Regions from separate parts of the Mus musculus genome. Here region 2 is linked to region 1. Evidence: chromatin contacts called from public Hi-C data. All regions are on one chromosome and are shown on one strand. The core of a region is the stretch at or near the end of the contact, and the rest is flanking DNA. Distances in the headings are between cores, read along the strand shown. Region 1 holds the start of B3galt1 (UDP-Gal:betaGlcNAc beta 1,3-galactosyltransferase, polypeptide 1). Region 2 overlaps B3galt1 (UDP-Gal:betaGlcNAc beta 1,3-galactosyltransferase, polypeptide 1).

What was found. A called contact is a pair of places that touch in the nucleus more often than the background predicts.
Region 2: a Hi-C map of the N1E-115 cell line shows a contact between it and region 1, with 2.6 times the contacts expected there. The contact joins the enhancer-like site here to the promoter of B3galt1 in region 1. A contact is called at or near these places in 3 of 484 Hi-C or Micro-C datasets (the N1E-115 cell line, cerebral cortex and embryonic fibroblasts) and 4 of 115 datasets of contacts at active chromatin or transcription factors (the 230-238 cell line, embryonic forebrain, embryonic midbrain and 1 more).

What each region holds. Positions count from the first base shown.
Region 1 is chr2:67,562,988-67,569,379 of GRCm38.p6, forward strand. It overlaps B3galt1 (UDP-Gal:betaGlcNAc beta 1,3-galactosyltransferase, polypeptide 1), which reads left to right and starts at 2,702. Exons shown (of 6, transcript NM_001379327.1): 1 at 2,702-3,047.
Region 2 is chr2:68,009,901-68,016,292 of GRCm38.p6, forward strand. The region is part of intron 4 of B3galt1 (UDP-Gal:betaGlcNAc beta 1,3-galactosyltransferase, polypeptide 1); the gene reads left to right. Among named protein-coding and RNA genes, the nearest start is that of Mir6335, 230 kb to the left of the region's middle. Within about 2 kb of position 2,306, at least 5 of the 459 cell types and tissues checked have an H3K27ac peak or open chromatin away from gene starts, as enhancers often do. A contact at or near this core is called in the N1E-115 cell line, where this site is marked.

The sequences.
Region 1 (6,392 bases), core at 1,452-3,951:
AGCTGTGTAGAATGTTATCTTTTCTTTTTCTTCTTTATCCTTAAAATAAAAAGGCTTCCTCGATCTTAAATTTTTCACAATTCTTCCTGTCAAGTGTTAATTCTGAATTCTTGTTTTATTCCAAGCTAAATGCAGAAAGCACTAATGATAGATATTAGTGTTATGTACACCTGGCTGTTGATTCTCTTTAAGCCTTTCATTTGTTCAGAATTACTTGATTGACTTATTCACTAATACTATGCTATGCAAAACTTATACAGGGCTAGAAGATACAAAATATGAGATAACACACAAACTGTAAAATCACATATTTGGTAAGATATAAAGTACTTATAAAAATTACATGGGCTGTCTGTACATTTCTGCTTGCAAGGTCCTAAATCACCTACCTCTTTCTATCACCAAAAATCCCTTTAAAAAAATTGAGGTTCTCTTCAATCTTACCTTTTTGTTAGAGATTTTTCTAAATGGTAACTGCTTTTGTAACAAATGCACTTTTGTACTTTTAATTTTCTGTGTTCATGTGTGGGGTTGTGGGTGTGGAAGTGTACCCTAGAGAGGATGAGTTCTCTCCTAACACGTGGGTCTCTGGGTTGAGATGGGATGGTCAGGCTTAGAGGTATGCGATTTTCCTTCTGCGCTTTCTCACCAGCTTCTTATTGCTTTTGGACTTTCTAACTTTAAGATCTGTTTATTTTTTCAGAGATTAACTCTTCCCTCCACATTTTTGAATATATTACACGTTTACTTTTCTTTCCTGAGCTTCCTTCTTACATGGTTTGTTCCTTGGATAGTCTGTGAAGATACTGTTTTTTTTTTTTTATGCAATAGGAACACATATATGTACTTCTCTCTCTCTCTCTCTCTCTCTATATATATATATATGTGTGTATGTGTGTATACATGTATATATATGTATGTGTTTATACACACACACACACACACACACACACACACACATATATATATATATATATATATATATATATATATATATATATATATATATTTTAAACGAGAAGCCATGTCAAGACCGTCATATTAAAAAGAAACCAAAGGAATAGGGTCTACATGTCAGCTTTTAACTGTAAAGAAATGGGATTACTGTCAGCACAGCCAGTTTGGAAAGGGATGGCCTAGCAAGATGGGTCAACTGGCTGAAGAGGAGGAAGGCACAGAAAACAGCAAAGGTCTGAATATTCTCTATACTGAAAACGTGGTAATAGTAGGCAAGTCTGTTGCGTAGTGAGCATCTTCTTTTTCTAAATGGTAACAAGTCCAAGAAGTTTGTGCATGGCTTGTTCTGGAAATCAAATAATAATTCTCACTCTGTCTGTCTGTCTGTCTGTCTGTCTGTCTGTCTCTCTCTCTCTCTCTCTCTCTCTCTCTCTCCCTCTTTCTTCTCTCTTATTTTTCTCCCTTCCCTCCCTCTCTCCCTCCCTCTCTTCCTTTCTAAAAAGGTAAATGAAGAAAAGAGTGGTGTTGATTGCAAAAACAATCGAGCCCCTTAATAACTAGCAACATGAATAACAGCATAGAAATAAAAAGAAAGGATCATACCGAGTAACAAAGTCATTTTTATCAGAAAATGATGTAGCTATGATTTTTTTCTTTTAAAAACACTCACAAAAAGCATTGTGAGGTGACTTTTACTGTCTCCATTGGAGAACAAGGGTCATTTGGAGACTGTCCCTTTCTTCTACAAGCCTTTGTGTAAACAGTTTTAATTTTGTTTTCCTTGTTTCTAGAAATTAAGTGCGGAAGCTTTTAAGTAGTCCTCTGGGCTGTTTTGATGGCGATTTTGGCATAACTGCACTGGAAAATTAAAATACTCTACAAGGAAAGATTATTAGTGTTTGAGGGAAAGATTAGGACAGGCAAGAAAGGTTTCTGTTTCCGTTTCCTATCAAACATTGTCACTTAATGTTCAGTCACATTCGCACACGAACTCTTAAAGCAAAACCTCTTGGATCAGTTAGGCTTGATGCTCTCCATATGAGTAAATAAAACCAACGTGCAAGGGCTAGGTAATTAACTAGCCTGCTCACACAGTCACTGTTTGGTTTCCTTTGGTTTTGTTTGGTTATTTTCCCGTAGTGGTTGTTCTGCGGGGTTGACGTTTCTATGGAGAGCAAACATGAAAGGTCCACTCTGCAAGGAACTTTGAAAAACGTTCCTCAATGTATCTCCTTCCTTGGACATCTCCAGGCTGATCACTAGTGGAGGTACCACTTTTCAGCTGCCAAACCTAGAAGGACGGGGGCGCTGTCTGGTGACTTTGCTTGCTTCCTTCAAGGCGGCGACCACCTCCAGGGATTCGCTCTCCAGTAGCGCCGCTTCTACTCGGGTCCCAAGACCTCTGCATAGTGATGCCAGGACACTGAACCTCCGTGCCAAGGCTCTGGGGACAGTTACCCGGGAGTGTCGGGTCATGCCAAGATGCTCTTCGAGGGTAGACAAAAAGCGCCCGGGGTCCACATTTGTGGGCCGGGCTTCTTCCCTGTGTCTTGGGCTTGGGCTTCGGGGCCCAAGTCCCCCACCCGTCGCCCCAGCCCTGCCTCCCCCTCCATCCCACACCCCAGCAGCATCCTCTCCCGGAAACAAGCCTGCTGAGCAAAGGCGGAGGCAAACCTTGGGCCTTCCGCTCTGATTGGTCTCCCCCCGCCGCGCGGGGCGAGGCGGCGATTGGCTGCCGGGCGTTGTCAGTCGCCGAGGCCAGAACCGTCGCCGGGGAAGCGCAACCCGGCTCCGGTGCTCCGGCTGCCGCCGCGGCTGCTCGGCTGGTGCAGCTGAGCGAGCCCGCGCGGGCGCCGCTGCCGCCTCCGCCGCCGTCCACCGCGCGCTGCCAGCACCGCGGGGCTTGCAGGAGGCCGCCGGGAGGGGCGGGCGCGCGAGCTGAGCACGAGGAGGCGGAGGCGGGGGAGAAGTGATGCTGGCGCCAGGGATCCGGGCAGCGGCAGCGGAGAATAAGCATCTTCGGGACCCCGGCTGCAGCGTCCCTGTGGCCCGCGGGCCAGCAGAACGGCCAGAGACGGCGCGTCCCGCGGGTAAGGTGCGGCTCTCCAGACCGCCTTGTAATCTTGGGGTGCTTACAAGCTCCTAGTGGCCGGAGCATCCGGACAAGGATGTTTGGGACCTAGACAGCGAGTTCTGCTGCCTGGCCAGGCTGATGCTCGCGCCGGTGCGGCTTCAGCTCCTGCCTTCTGGCTTAGGCAGTGACAGACTTTGACAGCGCGTGGATGGCATTGTGTGTGAGAGAGTGTGGGTATGAGTGTGCGCGCGCACACGCACGAGGTTTGGGGCACTTTGAAAGGAGAGGAGTAGGTCCCCTTTATGTAGACTGATGTCCTTCAAGGATCCGGGCTGGAATGAACAGGATGTTTTGAGCGCGCTGGGACGGAGAACTCGGTGCATTGAAAAGTCTCCTCTGGCATAGAAGGAGCCGGGCAAATTGAACTTTATTGCCTTAATGAAAAGGAGCCCTTGGGTCTAGCGCGCTGGGGGAGAAGCGCATTCACCGAGGCTCCCCAAAGTCTCACTTTACGCCAGGGACTTTGGAGCAGAAAGTAATGGTTGATCAGCCTTGCTGAAGCAAAGAGAAGTTGATAAGGGGCGAGGGCCAGAGGCTAGGCTTGGGGACTGGCCACTTATAGGTGGCAGAAACCCCGCGTGGGAGGCTCAGTTCACTTTTCAGGAGCGCAGATTTGGGGTGAAATGAATTCCACTCCAGAGGACTACGCCTTTGAGCTAAGGTGGTCGCAACTGGACAAATGGGCAGAGGTGGAGTGGTGCTAGTGCGGACATTGGAGGAATGTCCTGGAGCAGGCACTTCCTCCCTCGCAGCCCTGACAGGTGTGTCATCGTGTTTGGGACTGGTGTGTCCTGGGACAGATACTGGGAGAGCGGCTGCGCAGTCAGAAACTTCAAGCCTGCTGGGGTCTGGGCTACCAGACTTGGAACACGTTAATTCAAAGGGAACCAGGTTTTTATATCCAGCTTCTTCCAGGACATATGCTGATTTTTGTTTTTGTTCTTTTTGTTTTTCTTACATGTTCCGTTTTGTAAAGCCATTTCAAGTTCCACTTACACTGCAACCTTTCCGCAGAAGACCAATTATGCTCTGCTATTTCTGAGTAGTGCTCTCAGGCTGAGTCTAGAGCTCGCTGCTCAGGACAGTGATTCCCCCATCCCTGTATAGGACGCACAAACTTAACGTTAGAGACTTTTCTCTGGGATCTATTGTCTCCGTAAGGATCTCTCCTTTCGAAACTTCATGAGATATTTCAGCACCAAGGCACTTTCCCCTCTCTGGCTCAGCCCGGGAAAGACTGTGACCAGAGATGGGATTGCAGGAAGCTGTAGAGGTGGGGAGGGCAGCTCCCCTGCCTGGCAGGGTTGGGAAAACCAAAAACTGGCTCAACACAGGGATCTGGGATCTTGAACTGCCTACACCAATTTCCCTGTTTGAAGCTGGGTTATCTGTTGGGGAATCTAATGGGGATTCTGTTGTCCGACCACTGGACAAATTTCATAGACCACCACCACCACAACAACAATAACAACATGCCAGAGTGAGAAACAGCTTTGCTTGGGCTCCTTTCTGGTTTGCTTGAATAGTGAAAACGAAAGTATGGCACCCCAGAGGAATAGTGTGGGCAGCAAGGAGGGATCTGTGCAAAACCCCCATCTTTGTAGTTTGCAAAACCTAGCTATGTTATTCTAAAAAGAGATGAGCAACTTCCAATAAAGAGGTAGCGGTGTTAATTTTATTTCTGAAGCTTTATTAGAAATTGCTACTGAATATTTGTTTTTAACAGTCATGATTTCTGGCTCCAAAGCCTCTTTTTCTGATATATTTATAAGGTGTATGTTGTTAGATTTGTAGTCAAGATTCACCTGCCTCCAGATGATTTTTTTTAATTATAACAACTTTTAAATTATTACAACATTCAGGACTTTATGGATGTTATTAACATACTAAATGGTTACTTTTAGTTTGTGGGAATTTTTTTTTTACACAAATCTGTGAGCTGACAAAAATATGTCTTTGTCCATGATGGCTTAGTATGAAGGTACTAAGTTTAAAATGTGGTACACATTATTGATAAAAAATTCCAAAGAAACTTAAATCCAAATGAATTAAATAATACCGTCCAATATTAAAGATGGAACTTCTTGGAAGAATTTTAGCATTTGGCTAATAAAGTGCTTTTCATGTTGTTATCAAGTAACTTCTAAGTAGATTGTATTATATATAAGGGTAAGTTGCATGTCTTAGAATACAATAATGTACTTATTTTATGGTGGCCTTTTAAAGGGGGGTTTCTACTTTGAAAAATAATTCCTTTTGGAGAAATAAATTTTAAGAACAATGAGAGTAAATATATTAAAGCTCAGAGAGTGATGTGCATGTCCATAAATTAGGACAGAAGTAGAAGCATGCTTATGTGCAGGCACAGTGACACTGGCCATAAGGGTAGGGAGGAGGAGACAACACCTTTTGTTGGTAGCAATGGGTGGAATAGCTGCTAGTTTCTATAAGCAATTAATGTTCTTCCAAGTCTTCAAATTTACTTCAATTATGGCATGCTTTGCCTCAAGGAAGCCCATGAGCTTAGACTGCCTTATATTCTAGACAAATTTTACTAACTCCACTAAAGGTCAAGTTGTCAAATCTCCAAGCCACCAAATTCTCTCTTGGACATCTATCAAATTTTAATTTTAGCGTTTACTGATTAATTCTTCTAAAAAGGTCACGGTTTGTATGACAAACAGTGCAATAGGTCCCCATTAACTTATGAAACCGAACATGTATGTTAAATAATCAAAATAAGAATGTATTCATAAAATATCATCACAGGAATTATCTTGCAGAAAATTCTTTGGGGGGGGGTGAAGTCAATCTTTTTCTAAAACTAAGAATTTTAGCAGAGTTGCAAATCCCAACCAGTAGTAAATCAGAAAGTTATTTTTATCCTATCATTGTTTGACTATCCTTATCTCTTTTCATGCCTGCATGCTTGTGTGTGCTACACACACACATACACACACATACACATACACATACACCCACACATACACACATACATACACACACACATACACACACACATAGACACACACATACACACACACACACATACACACACACATACACATACACCCACACACACATGCTAGGAGAAATATGACTGCAACACATTTGAAACATATTTACAAGTCCATTTTGTAGGATAATTATTATTCATTTGGCAATATTGTCAACCCTTTTAGTAATCTGTTATTGATTATGATGCTGTCTTAGTCAAGTAAATTTTAGTAAATTGTACTTTGTTCCTATTGTGTGGGTGAATGTTGTTGCAGGTGTTAGCACTTTATCATGGAATAAAGAC
Region 2 (6,392 bases), core at 1,056-3,555, 450 kb after region 1:
GTACATTTTCAGAAGCACCCTGATACTTGGGCTCATAACTTTTTTATGTTACTTGATTTCTAGATTCTATAGGTCAATAAAATTGAAAAGTGAAGGTTTTATGACCCAGAATAAGGTTATGCTGCAGCCAAAGTCTCTTATGTCTGCATTAGTCTAACCTGGGGAGTTTATTTAAAAGAGATTCCCAGAACTTCATCCTCTGACACTTTCCACTCAGAGGTTAAGGAGAGTCTGTGATTCTGTATTTACACTCAATAGTTCATGTACCAGGAGGCTTATTGATGGGGGTTTGAGAAAGAAAAAACACAATAGATGCAACCTGCTTTTGAATCTAAGAAAAAGGACCAGAAAGTTAAGAGGCTTAAAATAGCTAAAAATCAGAGCTGATATCAAGCCTCTGATTCAGCATGCCAGAAATCCTTCTGAAAGAGAGGAAAGGGATAAAAAGAAATATTTGTATGGCTGGGGACCTTACCTTGTTACCTACCTCACCCAAATCACTACAAGTCCACAGCGTAGACTTTCTTTCTTTCCTTCTTTCCTTCTTTCCTTCTTTCCTTCTTTCCTTCTTTCCTGCATCCAGCAGGACAAGGGCAGCATTTTGAGATCAAAATTGCATTATTTCTTCTATTCATTCTATTGCCATCTCCCTGGACCTCTTCTTCTGTCACTCTCTTTCCTTCTGGAGAATTTTGTGTCCCCATATTCTCCATTCCTATGCTCAAAACTCGTATTTCTAATGTAGTTTCTAAATGTAGTTATCTGGACTCTCTCTCTTTCTCTCTCTCTCTCCCTCTCTCTCTCTCTCTCCATATGTACATATATATATGCATGTATGCATATATATGCATGTATATATATTAGATATATAGATATATATTAGATATGTATCCATACATTTATGGCTATGGATATAGATATAGATATAAAGATTTCTTAACAGATTTGGCCATAACATTTCAAGAAATATTTATCTTTTGGAGGACACCGATAATCTTTCAATAGTCTCAACTACTACTGTGGCAGTCCGTGTGACATCATGCTACTATAGGAACCTACATATTCTTGTTTTTCCAGACAAAAGGAGATTATCCATAGGCTAGGCATAGGGATCTTCTCTGAGGCTCTTTGCAGGGACCCTGCTCACATTTAGACCATCCACTTCTACAATTTCACCTCTATGTTTTTTCGATTTTGCACAGCTTAAAGGCACCAACAGGGAAGTCAGGGAGACCACCACTATCATTGTCATGGACAGAGCCTTGAAGGGGCAAAGGGGCAAACATTTGAGCACACGGAATGCTTCCAAGTCTAGTTCTGGCTATTACAAAGAAATGGATTGGCTCCTGTAGACAAGTATTCATGTTGAGTGTACATGTCCATACCACGTGCTAGTAGTAAGCCATGCTAGTTTACACAGAATGGTGTTTCTCAGTGATAGGCTGTGATCAGTGCTGTTCCACGTGGTATTCATCTCTACTTCATTTTGATGCAGCTCTCTAAAATGGCAGTCTTCAGTGGCACAGAAAAGGGATTTGAAATATGCATTGTTTTGCTGGAAACTGAATTAGCAGGTGACTCACCACCTATGGGGGGGGGGGCAGTAGAAGAAAACATTTCACACCACTGCTCTCTGCTGATGTATTCAACCAGAGAATCTCTGCAGAGAGAGAAAGGCGTAATCATTGTGGAATTTACGAGGCAGAAAGGAAAGAAACTGCGTGGATGCCCAAGGAACTCTTGATCAGAATTCATCTGGAAGGAAGAGGCAATTCACTGCACTTACTGCAGAAACTCATGCTCATGGCCTCCTTTCTGCTCTCTTTGTGAGAGTGGAAAATGTCTTTTTCTAATGTCAGAGCACAGTGGATGAGAAGAGTAAACAGAGGGTCTTCTCAGACCCAAATCAGTAGGTTCAGGTCCCATCGTTTCAGCACCCCTCAGCCATCTTGCTTACGACAAAGTCCTTGTTCTCTCAAGCATCCTTCCCGTCTGTAACATGAACTAACAACAGTTATTACCATCCACTCCCTCAGAGGAAGTGATGAGGAAGAATTTATGTTGAAGGAGCCTGGCACACTAGAGCATTCGCCAAGTGGAGCTATCATTAGATGGAAAGAAGTCAGAGGCCTGTTCAGTTGAGTGTAATAACAGGTTGTGTGAACAGCATCTTAGCCTGCCCACCCAGACAGGATCATTAAATTCTAAGCCAGCTCTGTTGTCCCCACGATCATAGGTCTAAAGATATATTACTTCTCCATGCTGCTCGTCGGTGATGTCAGGTTTCTTCCAGTAGATTAGTCACATGCTGGGAAAAGATGAGTGATTAGTCATATGGAAGGTTGTGACCATCTCCCTCATAATCTTAGCACAAGACTGATTGCAATCTGAAAAAGACAAGGGCTTCTTTCCCAGCTAGGCCTTGTGTATCCAGAGGTCAGCCTGGGGTTGATTTGACTTGATTTCCAAGTTGCCTTCTCATCAGATAGTGTAGTTGGCTCGTGAGCATTCGGGATGTGCCTTACAAAGCCAGCCTTCAGTCATACCATGATTCTGTTCCCACAGGGAAGAGGGCACTCCCTGACTCCAGCTCTGGATGTAGGAGCTGCTAGGGGCTCCCTTCCCGTTATTCTCTGCTACAACTAGCTTGCTGCTTGTCCCTTTCTCTACGGAGCTCAAAATACGCAGGGATGGTTTTTTGCTGAATATGATATTAAGAAAATAAGGTTAACTTCTCTTTTAGCAGGGCAGGCAATTGCTGAAATATGCTAATTCAAATAAGAGGAGAACTGTGATAGGTTTTGTCTCTCTTTCTTGCTTGCTTTTTTGGCTTCCCGTTTATGTTCAGTCTATTCCTCTCTCTTCCCTCCTTCCAGCTCTGTCAGATAAAGCCATAAAGAGAGCAGGAAATTACTTCCCAGGAGTCCCTGTGAGCCAGCACTGCGACAGAGCCCAGCCTGTATCAGCACACATAATCCTACCTTATATTCACCCTGTGTATCTCAATCTGCCATGCTAGATTATGCATCAACAGGACCATACAGGTTTTATTCCCAAATTTTAACTCCAAGCCTCCACTCTTCTGTGGTTCATCATCTGGCTTAGGGATGTTCTAAGGTGATGTTAGTAATAGGACACAGGTGGGGACATGAAGGAAATGAGGACATTCAAGGTATACCTCTAAGGTCTCACAACCTGGTGCTTCTTTTAAAAAAAATGTCATAGTGAGGGCCCTCTGGCATTTCTGTAGGCCAAAATATCACCCAGCATTCTCTGTGATTTTGCTGACTCCCCCACTCCCTCACTACTGCCTTCTCTGCCCCCAAATCCCATGACATCACGTCTTCTAGTGTCTCTCCTTCAGCACAATGCTTGGTGATCTCGTTGTTGGTCTCTTATTTTGTTTTCTGTTTGGTTTTAATTTTTATCTTGATATGGATGTCTTCTTTGTATTTCTGAATGCGGTTCAACTGGGCTAACAGGTCTCCTTACTTAGGCTACTCTGTCAAAGAAGCAGGTTTATGTGTGTAAGACAGCTTTTCCAAGGCAGCCTAAGCTCTAAATGTTAAAATGAAAGAGTAAGCTCTCTAAAGATGTTTTCTGTATGGTCACCTAGTTGTGGGCTGGGCCTCTGCCTTAGGTGTGGCCAGTTTGAACATTCTCTCTTTTTCTTCTTTCTTTCTTCTTCTTCTTCTTTTTTTTTTTTTTTTTTTTTTTTTTTTTTTTTTTTTTTGTCATAGATATGCTATTCACTGCCGACTGGTTTTAACACTCCATGCTCCTATTTCCTCCAGTTTCTTATGTGTAAAGTATGGTTTGGTAAAGAGCAGAAAATGGGAAGGAATGCATGAAGCCTGGTAGTTTATAGAGGAAAGAAGCTTGTTCAGGCACAGGGCTCTGGCAATTAGGGGGGAAATCAAGATGATTCATCTTGTTAGGGTCTTGTGCTTTATATCATGGCAGCAATCTGAAGATTGGTCATGCATGTGAGGAAGGAGGCCAAACTGGGTCCTTTAAGAAAATATCAATTTATTTTTAAGGGTTCTTCACCCATGACACATAAGTTTCCACCAGGCTCCATGCCATTGATGCACAAGTATAGAAAGGTGGTTCAAACCTAAATCTGGGGGCAACGCATTTGACCCTCACATCCAAGGAATGAGTTCTGCCACACATGCCGGCGTTTTGTAGTGAACTGGAACAGAAGGCCAACAGCCCGTTGTTTAGAAAATGCTACAATACCCGGATTTGTACCTAAAGCACTCAACACTGTGCCTGGCCCACAGAGAACAGCCTTGTATTTTCCGAGTCAAAATGTAAGAGTTAATAACGTCATGAAGGAACAAGAAGACACGGGGTCAGAGAAACCTCTACTCACAACGCATTCTTAGGAGCAAGCCGGAGCTTGGCAGCATAGAGGCTGAAACACATGGATGCAGTGTTTTTGCGTGGTACCATCTTGAGCTATTGCAGCTTCTCTCCTTACTCTGACAAGAATCTAGGAGAAATCAACTCCAAGGGTGGAGCGGGATGAGGATGTGACTGTGCTGAAGGGCAATGCAGTCTTGTCTGCAGTGTGTGCCTCTGTTTTCCTGCAAAGTACATATACTGCTCTAATGGGAGAAGCTGGAGCTTCCATAGATTTGCATTGATTTTGTGCTCATGTAGGCGTCTTAGGGTGTTGTTATGGCTGAGGCACTGTTGCAAGGGTTTGTTTACTTAAGTTTAACTGCTCATAGGCAAAGAGCAGCATGAAAAATACAAGACTGGACTCAGACTTATTTAACTCAGATTTTCTGTTGTCACTAGGGACCAGAACCGAGGTACTTGTTAAAAAGTCTAAGTAACAGCCAAGAAGGTCATATTAGATGAGGATGCTCATGTAAGGAGGCAGCTACACTTAGTATAAGTCACACAGAAATTAGACAGAAAACTTATCATCACAAAGACTGGGTTTTGCTATGTGGTGTTCTTTTAGAAAAATTGGGGAAAGCTTAACACTTATTAAACCCTGCAATTAAAGTAAAAAGACCTCTTTCATGATAAACTCATGGGACAGAACTGATTTTTGACTAGGGGGTACAGTTCATAATATGAAAATGACCGTAATTGTGATGACTGTGGCACTCATGTGAGCTGTGGACAGTGTAAGAACCACGGGTGTGAGGAAACGAATCGTTTTGATGAATGAGGGAGTTAGATGTCACAGGAGCAATTGTCCCCTATAATAATCAGGCCAGCCTACTACCTGCAACATGCTGAGCAAGGAGGTGATCAGGGCCAGAGCGATGCATTAAAGTGACAAGGAGAATCTGCCAGAAGCCAGGCTCAGAGCGTCACAGCACCATTTTTTTTTTGTGTGTGTGTGTGTGTGACATAAAGTAAAATGCTGAGCTGTGTGAAGTCCCTTTTCTTTTCCTTTATGTATAAACAATTATCTTCTATTAGATCAGATCAGTGTTGCCCATTAGATTTCTTAAGACATATGCTATCATGAAGAATAACAATTGGCTATTGCAGGGATTTGACTTCTCCACTACTTCCTTAAGCTACCTAGTAAATGTAAATCTCATCTTATAATCTGTGCACTGGGGCGCTTAATAAGTATAATGGGGAAATATTATAAATTTCTATAGAATGAAGGAATAAGGAGACAGGTCTGTTACCCAGATTATTGATACTCACGTTGTAAAGGGTATGTCACATTTTTTAATGTCGACACCATTGCGTATACTAGAGATGGTACTCTAGACACAGAACATTTAAACTGGGAGTGCAGAGGGTGCCTTATGTGTTCTGTGTTCCCGTTTGACCTGAGATTCCCTGAGAGCTTCAGGCACACGCATCAGCAGCGTGATCCTGAAGATGTACAAATCTTTACCAAAGGCAGAGAGAATATGAAATGACGTAGAGCATTGATTACAGAAAGGTGGATTATCTATTATAACATGTTTTTCAATAATAAAAAAAAAAACCCAGGTTTTACTTTTTTTTTCTTCTAGGGCATAGGAGAGAATTTTTTTTTTAAAGTATGATGATGGCTAAGACAAAGGTTGGCCTTCTTCAGGACCTCTTTGCTGACCCTCCCTTTCTGAAGAAATGGCATACATGGGAAGGGGCTACATTCCTAAAAGCTTGGACATGGGTTATGAGAAAGAATGCATTTCAGGTCAGGAGATTCACCACATTGTTTCTCCCTCTCAAACATTTATTTCATTTTATTCATTCTTGTAGTGTTTGTTGTTCAGTGATGAAGCAAAATAAGGTTTTTTTCCTTGAACGTTTAAAGAGAAAAGGAAACTGTGTGAAAGAGCTGATATCTGGCAATCCAGAACACTGAACCAGCACTTCATAGGTTTGTAAACAACCAGGGCACTGTAAGCCCCTGTATT